2 separate regions of the Canis lupus genome follow, and region 1 is linked to region 2. The links are chromatin contacts, called in public Hi-C maps. All regions are on one chromosome and are shown on one strand. The core of a region is the stretch at or near the end of the contact, and the rest is flanking DNA. Distances in the headings are between cores, read along the strand shown. Region 1 overlaps FRMD4B (FERM domain-containing protein 4B). Region 2 overlaps FRMD4B (FERM domain-containing protein 4B).

Evidence for each region. Hi-C and Micro-C count contacts between places; a contact is called where the count stands out from the background.
Region 1: a Hi-C map of skin fibroblasts shows a contact between it and region 2, with 2.9 times the contacts expected there. The contact joins two enhancer-like sites. A contact is called at or near these places in 4 of 9 Hi-C or Micro-C datasets (amygdala, blood, liver and 1 more).

What each region holds. Positions count from the first base shown.
Region 1 is chr20:22,592,885-22,595,866 of UU_Cfam_GSD_1.0, reverse strand. The region is part of intron 4 of FRMD4B (FERM domain-containing protein 4B); the gene reads right to left. Among named protein-coding and RNA genes, the nearest start is that of LMOD3, 150 kb to the left of the region's middle. Within about 2 kb of position 1,451, at least 4 of the 20 cell types and tissues checked have an H3K27ac peak or open chromatin away from gene starts, as enhancers often do.
Region 2 is chr20:22,495,296-22,498,348 of UU_Cfam_GSD_1.0, reverse strand. All of the region lies in intron 2 of FRMD4B (FERM domain-containing protein 4B), which reads right to left. Among named protein-coding and RNA genes, the nearest start is that of FRMD4B, 110 kb to the right of the region's middle. Within about 2 kb of position 1,523, at least 4 of the 20 cell types and tissues checked have an H3K27ac peak or open chromatin away from gene starts, as enhancers often do.

The DNA of each region.
Region 1 (2,982 bases), core at 202-2,701, 98 kb before region 2:
CACTTCTATCAAGCTGTGTGGGTCAACCCTAAAGCACGCTTTTTTTTTTTTTTTGGACTAGGATGTATCAGTCAAGAAGCCCATCATCTTACACCCATCAAATGGGATAAGGATCAAAAGTCACAATTGTATTGTGAAATCTATTTTTTTTTTGTAAACAAAGCTTATTCAGCAAAGCCTTTCAAAACAAGGAAATTTTTTAAAAATGAAGTGGATTGTAGGGGATGGAAATCATTTTGGTGAACTTCAGGGCTGCTGCCTCAGGAGGGCGAGACTGCCCTCTAGAGGTGAAATACTGCCTCTGCACGCAGACCACCAGGAGGTACTTCCAAGTGTAATCTCAAGGAACTCTACCCTTCCATCCAATAGGACCGTGGATTTATTTTTGTTGGTCACCACCACTACTTTTCTTATGTAACTGCACAATTCTATTTTTCCATTTCTCTTCTTGGCCTGTGGCATGGGGCATAGACAGTAGCTGGCCAGTTTCATTGACAAAATGCCCCCTTCAGCTTTGCTTTACTCTGTTGGGAGAAGTTCACCAAAGGCAGACGGCTGATGTGGCATCTAAGTTGGAAATTCAATTCAGACAGCATCCTGGGAGGGATCTGACTCAGTGGTTTTACTGGGGGCGGGGGAAAGGGAGTGCTGAAAGAAAATACTTTCCAAAAATATTTACCAGACAAAGAAAAAAGAGCTAGGCTTGTGACCAAGACATTCCAAGGAGACACCCTTAGACAGAAGCAATTTTCCAGACCTGTTCCCCAGAAAGGTGGAAATGGCCAAGTCTTCCCTCCCCCCTCCCAAAGCCCAGCTCCTACTTCTTCTGAAAATAAACACAGCTACAGCCAGAAGACACCTTCCAAACTGGTCATAATTCAAAAATAGACTCTGCTGTCACTTTGCAGGGGAGTACACCAAAGACAGTTTGGAGTCAGGCTTCTTGGAAAGACTATAACCATCAGCCACTGTCGCCAAAAGAGAGAGCCGGAGGAGATGTTTGACTGAGATATTCTTTTCCCAGTAGGGGATTTAGAAAGAAATCCCAGAGCAAAGGAGGGGGAGGTGGCCCAAGGCATTAAAGGAAGTCATTCATATTATTCCTTTTCTATCTGAAGAGAAGGTCTTACAGCTAAAGGACTGATTTATGCACTGTTTGGTTATGCTCACCTGATCCGAGAGTTTTCCCAGAAGCCATCCACGTGGCCAGGACCCCCCTTTCCAGCCCATCACGAACCTTGTAGCCTGGGGAACTTACAACACCAGCCATAAATCATGTAATTCCTGTGCATAACATCCTACTGTGGCCTGGGTGCTCCCCCATCTACATGACACACAGGGCTCACCTATGATCTTGTCCCTCTCATATCTTGCCTCACCATCAGGCCGGGCTCCTCACCACTGGACACATGCACCATATTCATCTCCATGCTTCATGCACTGGGCCACAATATGAGTCTTCCCTGGAATGTCATCTCCCATTCCTCTCCCCTCCACCTCAAGTCTACCTGCCCTTCTCTGTCCATCTGTAGTTACCGGCTTGTGCAAATTCCACTCTAGCCTTCTGTTAGCCCCCCTTCTGGACACTGGACTCACTGCTGGTGTCTAGCTTCCTTTTAGCCTGTCTAAAAGGTGTAGCTTCCTTTTAGCATGTACCTGTGCTATACCCACCCTAACTTAACAGTAAATACTACTGGCACCCTACTACGTGTGTCTTACGTAGTCCTCATTGTACAGAGGTACAATTATTATGCACAATGTACCGATGAGAACACTGGTGTATCAGAGACACTCCACAATCCTATAATAGCCACTCTCTGCCTCCCTCTCAACCCTTAACATGTACCACTTTCCTTCTTACTCTCTATATTCTAGTCATATCGGATTTTTACTCAAAGACACAAAATAAAAAAAACCCCAAAGCCAAGCTCAGTCTCACTTCAAGGCTTTTGCACTGGCTTTTGCCTGGAAAGCCTCCCTATACTTTTGCCGAACTGGTTGTTCCCTTTTATTACACATCACCTTCTAGAAGCCTTCCTGGTCCATCCTATCTAAAACTGCCCCTCCCCCCCCGCTTTTCTTCATCATGTTCTTTTTTTTTTTTAAATATTTATTTATTTATTCATGAGAGACACAGACTGAGAGGGAGAGAGACAGAGACACAGGCAGAGGGAGAAGCAGGCTCCCTGCAGGGAGCCCGATGTGGGACTCAATCCCGGATCCTGGGATCACAACCTGAGCCGAAGGCAGATGCTCAACCGCTGAGCCACCCAGGTGTTCCTCATCATGTTCTTCTAAGTGCTTATCATTTCAAATAATTTCTTGTTTATCTATTTGCTTGTTCTGCTACACCATACCACTGCAACATAAGCTCCATGAGAACAAGAGCCTTGTCTCTGTTCTGCACAGCTAAATCTCTAGGACCTAGAACAATACCTGGCATTTGGGGAGCACTCAAGAAATATTTTTTTAGTGAATAAATAACTCTGATATTCATGTTTTTAGCCTCTATCCTATGTGATCTCTCTAAATTACAGTGTTTATAGCACTTAGAGTTCAACCATATAGCTTAGCCATTATGTATTTTAGGTTTTATGTTTGCATAAAACTTATACTGTTTGCAACTGTTGCGTTCACAGTTACTTTCAACCCTGTGTGTGTGTGTGTGTGTGTGTGTGTTTCATCACTGATTTACTTGAAATAGCCTTGTCTTTCCAGCTAAGAGCACGTGGGCAATGGATGCCTGCGTTTCCTATTTCATCCAGCAGAGGACTGATCAGACAGGGTCTCAAATAGTTGTTGGGTGAACTGATAACTTTGTGATTCAGAGTGAAGTGGGTGATGTCTGGTGTACTTTTTTTTTTTTTTTCCTGGTTTGTCACATCCTATTCAAGAAGCATCCTGGGTCTGGGATCAAAATTTTCAGGTTTTTCTGTCTCCTGACAAGTGACTGCCTCCTTTTGCCCAGCCCTTATCCCAGCC
Region 2 (3,053 bases), core at 274-2,773:
CACCCATAATCCAGAATAAACAGTAAACAAACGAGATGTGATATTTCTCTCATCAAAAGGTCAGAGACGTAAGACATTGAATTGAAATATTTTCATAAGACAAATGAAATAGGACATACGTTGACTACCTTGAATCCTAACATGGATTCATATTTGGAATAAGAACAGTTCTTTTGGCTTTGTGCAGTGGCAGGATGGTAGCCAGCGAGGTTTATCCGACGCGTGATTATTGCTAAATGGAATAAAATATTGCTAAATTAGCAATAAAATGGAATAAAACCAGCTCTTTTGAGAACCCAAAGATGAATCTGAAATTTGCTCAGGTGGACTGGGTCAATTTCTGAAGGTGAGTTCCAGAGGCAAGGCCAAAAAGAATGAACGTGAGGTTCGAAATCACAAACCAAACAAAAGCAATATAAAAAAGTCATAGATGCTGCCCATAGTGAGTGCACCTTGTGGTCACTAGAACTTGGCTGCCGAGGCCGGACTGTGACTTCCAGCAGTAGGCAGGGGCAGATGCGCTAATGCTTTCCAAGATTCCCTTGTCTTCAGGTTATCCGCAGTGGTATTGCCTCTCTCCAGCAGGTAGCTTCTCGTTTACACTATTCCCCTAGTGCTTTCTTAACAATTACCCAATGCATCTGTGTCACTTCCTCCTCATGCTTCCCCAAGCACATGGCTTTCATTGCAAAAGCTTATTGGTCAGTGAGGACGTCTCCTACAGGTGAATCAATTCTGCTGTCATTACATTGTGGTTGGAGTTAAATTCAACAGGAAACAGAAGCTAGAGGATTCAGAGTTGAACTTGCCACTGACCCTTTTGATCCCCACTCTCCCTAGGGGAAGCATCACCCTGTTCCCGAAACCAGCGGTTGGCAGTACTGCAGTTACTCTGTTCACACAGCACACCCCACTGGCCACTGGGGGAAGTTCGCCCCGCGGCCACACTTTAAAAATTAAATACTGACTCTGCTGGTCCACCACCTAAACTGCAGGTCCAATCCATTTCAAATTCAAGAGCCATGGTCTCCTTTTGCCCCCACCTTTCATGAGGGCTTCAGCCTTCAGGACTTTAAAAGAGGAATGACAATAATATCGTTTTGGTGATAGGTGAGTTAGTTACGGGTCTCATTCCATTACATCCACTCCCTGTTGCTGGTACTTGGTACAAACCAGATGCACAATAACATTTAGTTTATAAATGAATCACAACACGATAGGTATTGTTATTTCCCTTATGGTTCAGGAGGCTTGGAGGGGTTAAGTGGTAACTCACCAAATGCTCTAAAGAAATTTAGTGTGCAGCCAACAGTGGAACCCCATCTAACCCCAGAGTTCAAGCTTAGTGACTACACTGTACTGTTCCTTTTGTTTGTTTGTTTTTGTTTTTGTTTTTTTAAGATTTTATTCATTTGAGACACAGGAGAGAGGAGACAGAGACAGAGTATGAGCTGGGGGGAGTGGCAGGGGGAATGGGACAAGCAGACTCCCCTCAGATCAGGGGGTCCGATGCGCAGCTCAGTCCCAGGACCCTGGGAACATGACCTCAGCTGAAGACAGACACGTAACTGACTGAGCCGCCCAGGTGCCCCTGTACTGCTCCTCTTATTCATGAATGCTAAAATAAGCTTTCAGCATTATGAGAAAAGAAAAAAAAAAAAAAACTGTCACATGGCAATTAGCTTCAAAGCCTACCGTAACAGGTTAGGCCTTTTTATGACACTTGCTGAAGTTCGGCAAAGAACACAGGCTGTTCCCTGAGCAGCTCCTACAAAGGCAGTTAACTCCAAGGACATGCTAATCAAAATGGGGCATAAAAGCACATGATATCAATACCACTCAGAAGTTAAACAACAGAATGGGCCAAGTTTGGAGCCTCTGGCACATGCTGGGATATAACAACCCTCTTCTTCTAGTAAGGTGTGGTGTTTGCACAGTGCTCTATAGATAAGGTATGGATTAGGCTCAGACGGGCTTATTTATAATAGACACGTTCATTATTGTGGACCTAAAACAGAGTTTTAAAAACCTGTGTGTGGGATCCCTGGGTGGCGCAGCGGTTTGGCACCTGCCTTTGGCCCGGGGCGCAATCCTGGAGATCCGGGATCGAATCCCACGTCGGGCTCCCGGTGCATGGAGCCTGCTTCTCCCTTTGCCTGTGTCTCTGCCTCTCTGTCTCTCTCTGTGTGACTACCATGAATAAATAAATAAAATCTTAAAAAAAAAAAAAAAACCTGTGTGTATGTGTTGGGTAGAGATTACTGGAGATTACATTCATCTGAGAGAGTCACCACAGGAGGTTCCAGAGGTGGGTGGACTTTATATCCTAGACTTAAATGAGAGAATTTTCCTACTCAAATTGACAGCAACCCATTGGTAATAATGCCTTCCCAGAGCCCAGTGTCAAGAAGGGCTATGAGACTGGTTCTGAGTTCTACAAAGAAAATATGCTTTGCTGATGAATAATCTCTGCCTTGGCAAGGGACTTGAGGGTGATCCATTTACTGCACATTTAGTCATGACTAGAACGTTCATAGAACTGCCATATCTGTCCATCACCACGGAAGTACCTCAGAACTGCCAACCAGGACTGAGAGGAAAGGTCACAGTGCAGACCAGGGACATTTAAATCAGAAAATAATTTGAGCTGTGAAAACACAAGGGTCTATGAGATTTATCCTCAGTTGTGAGAAGATAAGCCCATAGATGCTTTTGTGGGGTGAAAATGACAGAAAAGTCAAGTGGGTGAGAAACAGGAGGGAGAAGGGGCAAGCAATACGCCTGAGAACTTGTATTCCATATTGGCCCAGGAGAGTTGGGCAGATTTGCTATTTCTTTGGGAATCGCTATTTCTGAGTTTCTTATTTTTCTTATTTCTATTCTTCAACCCTTGAAAGTTTTTAGCAAAGTCTGCTTGGAAAATGTCAGCCTGTCTCATGTGTGATGAGGGAAAATAAGTTTTAAGGTTTGTCAGAATATAAATGGGGGGGAACTGCCCCCTGGTGGTAAATTTGGAAAATCCCTAGTCCAAGATGCCGGAAAAGTGTTCCAGG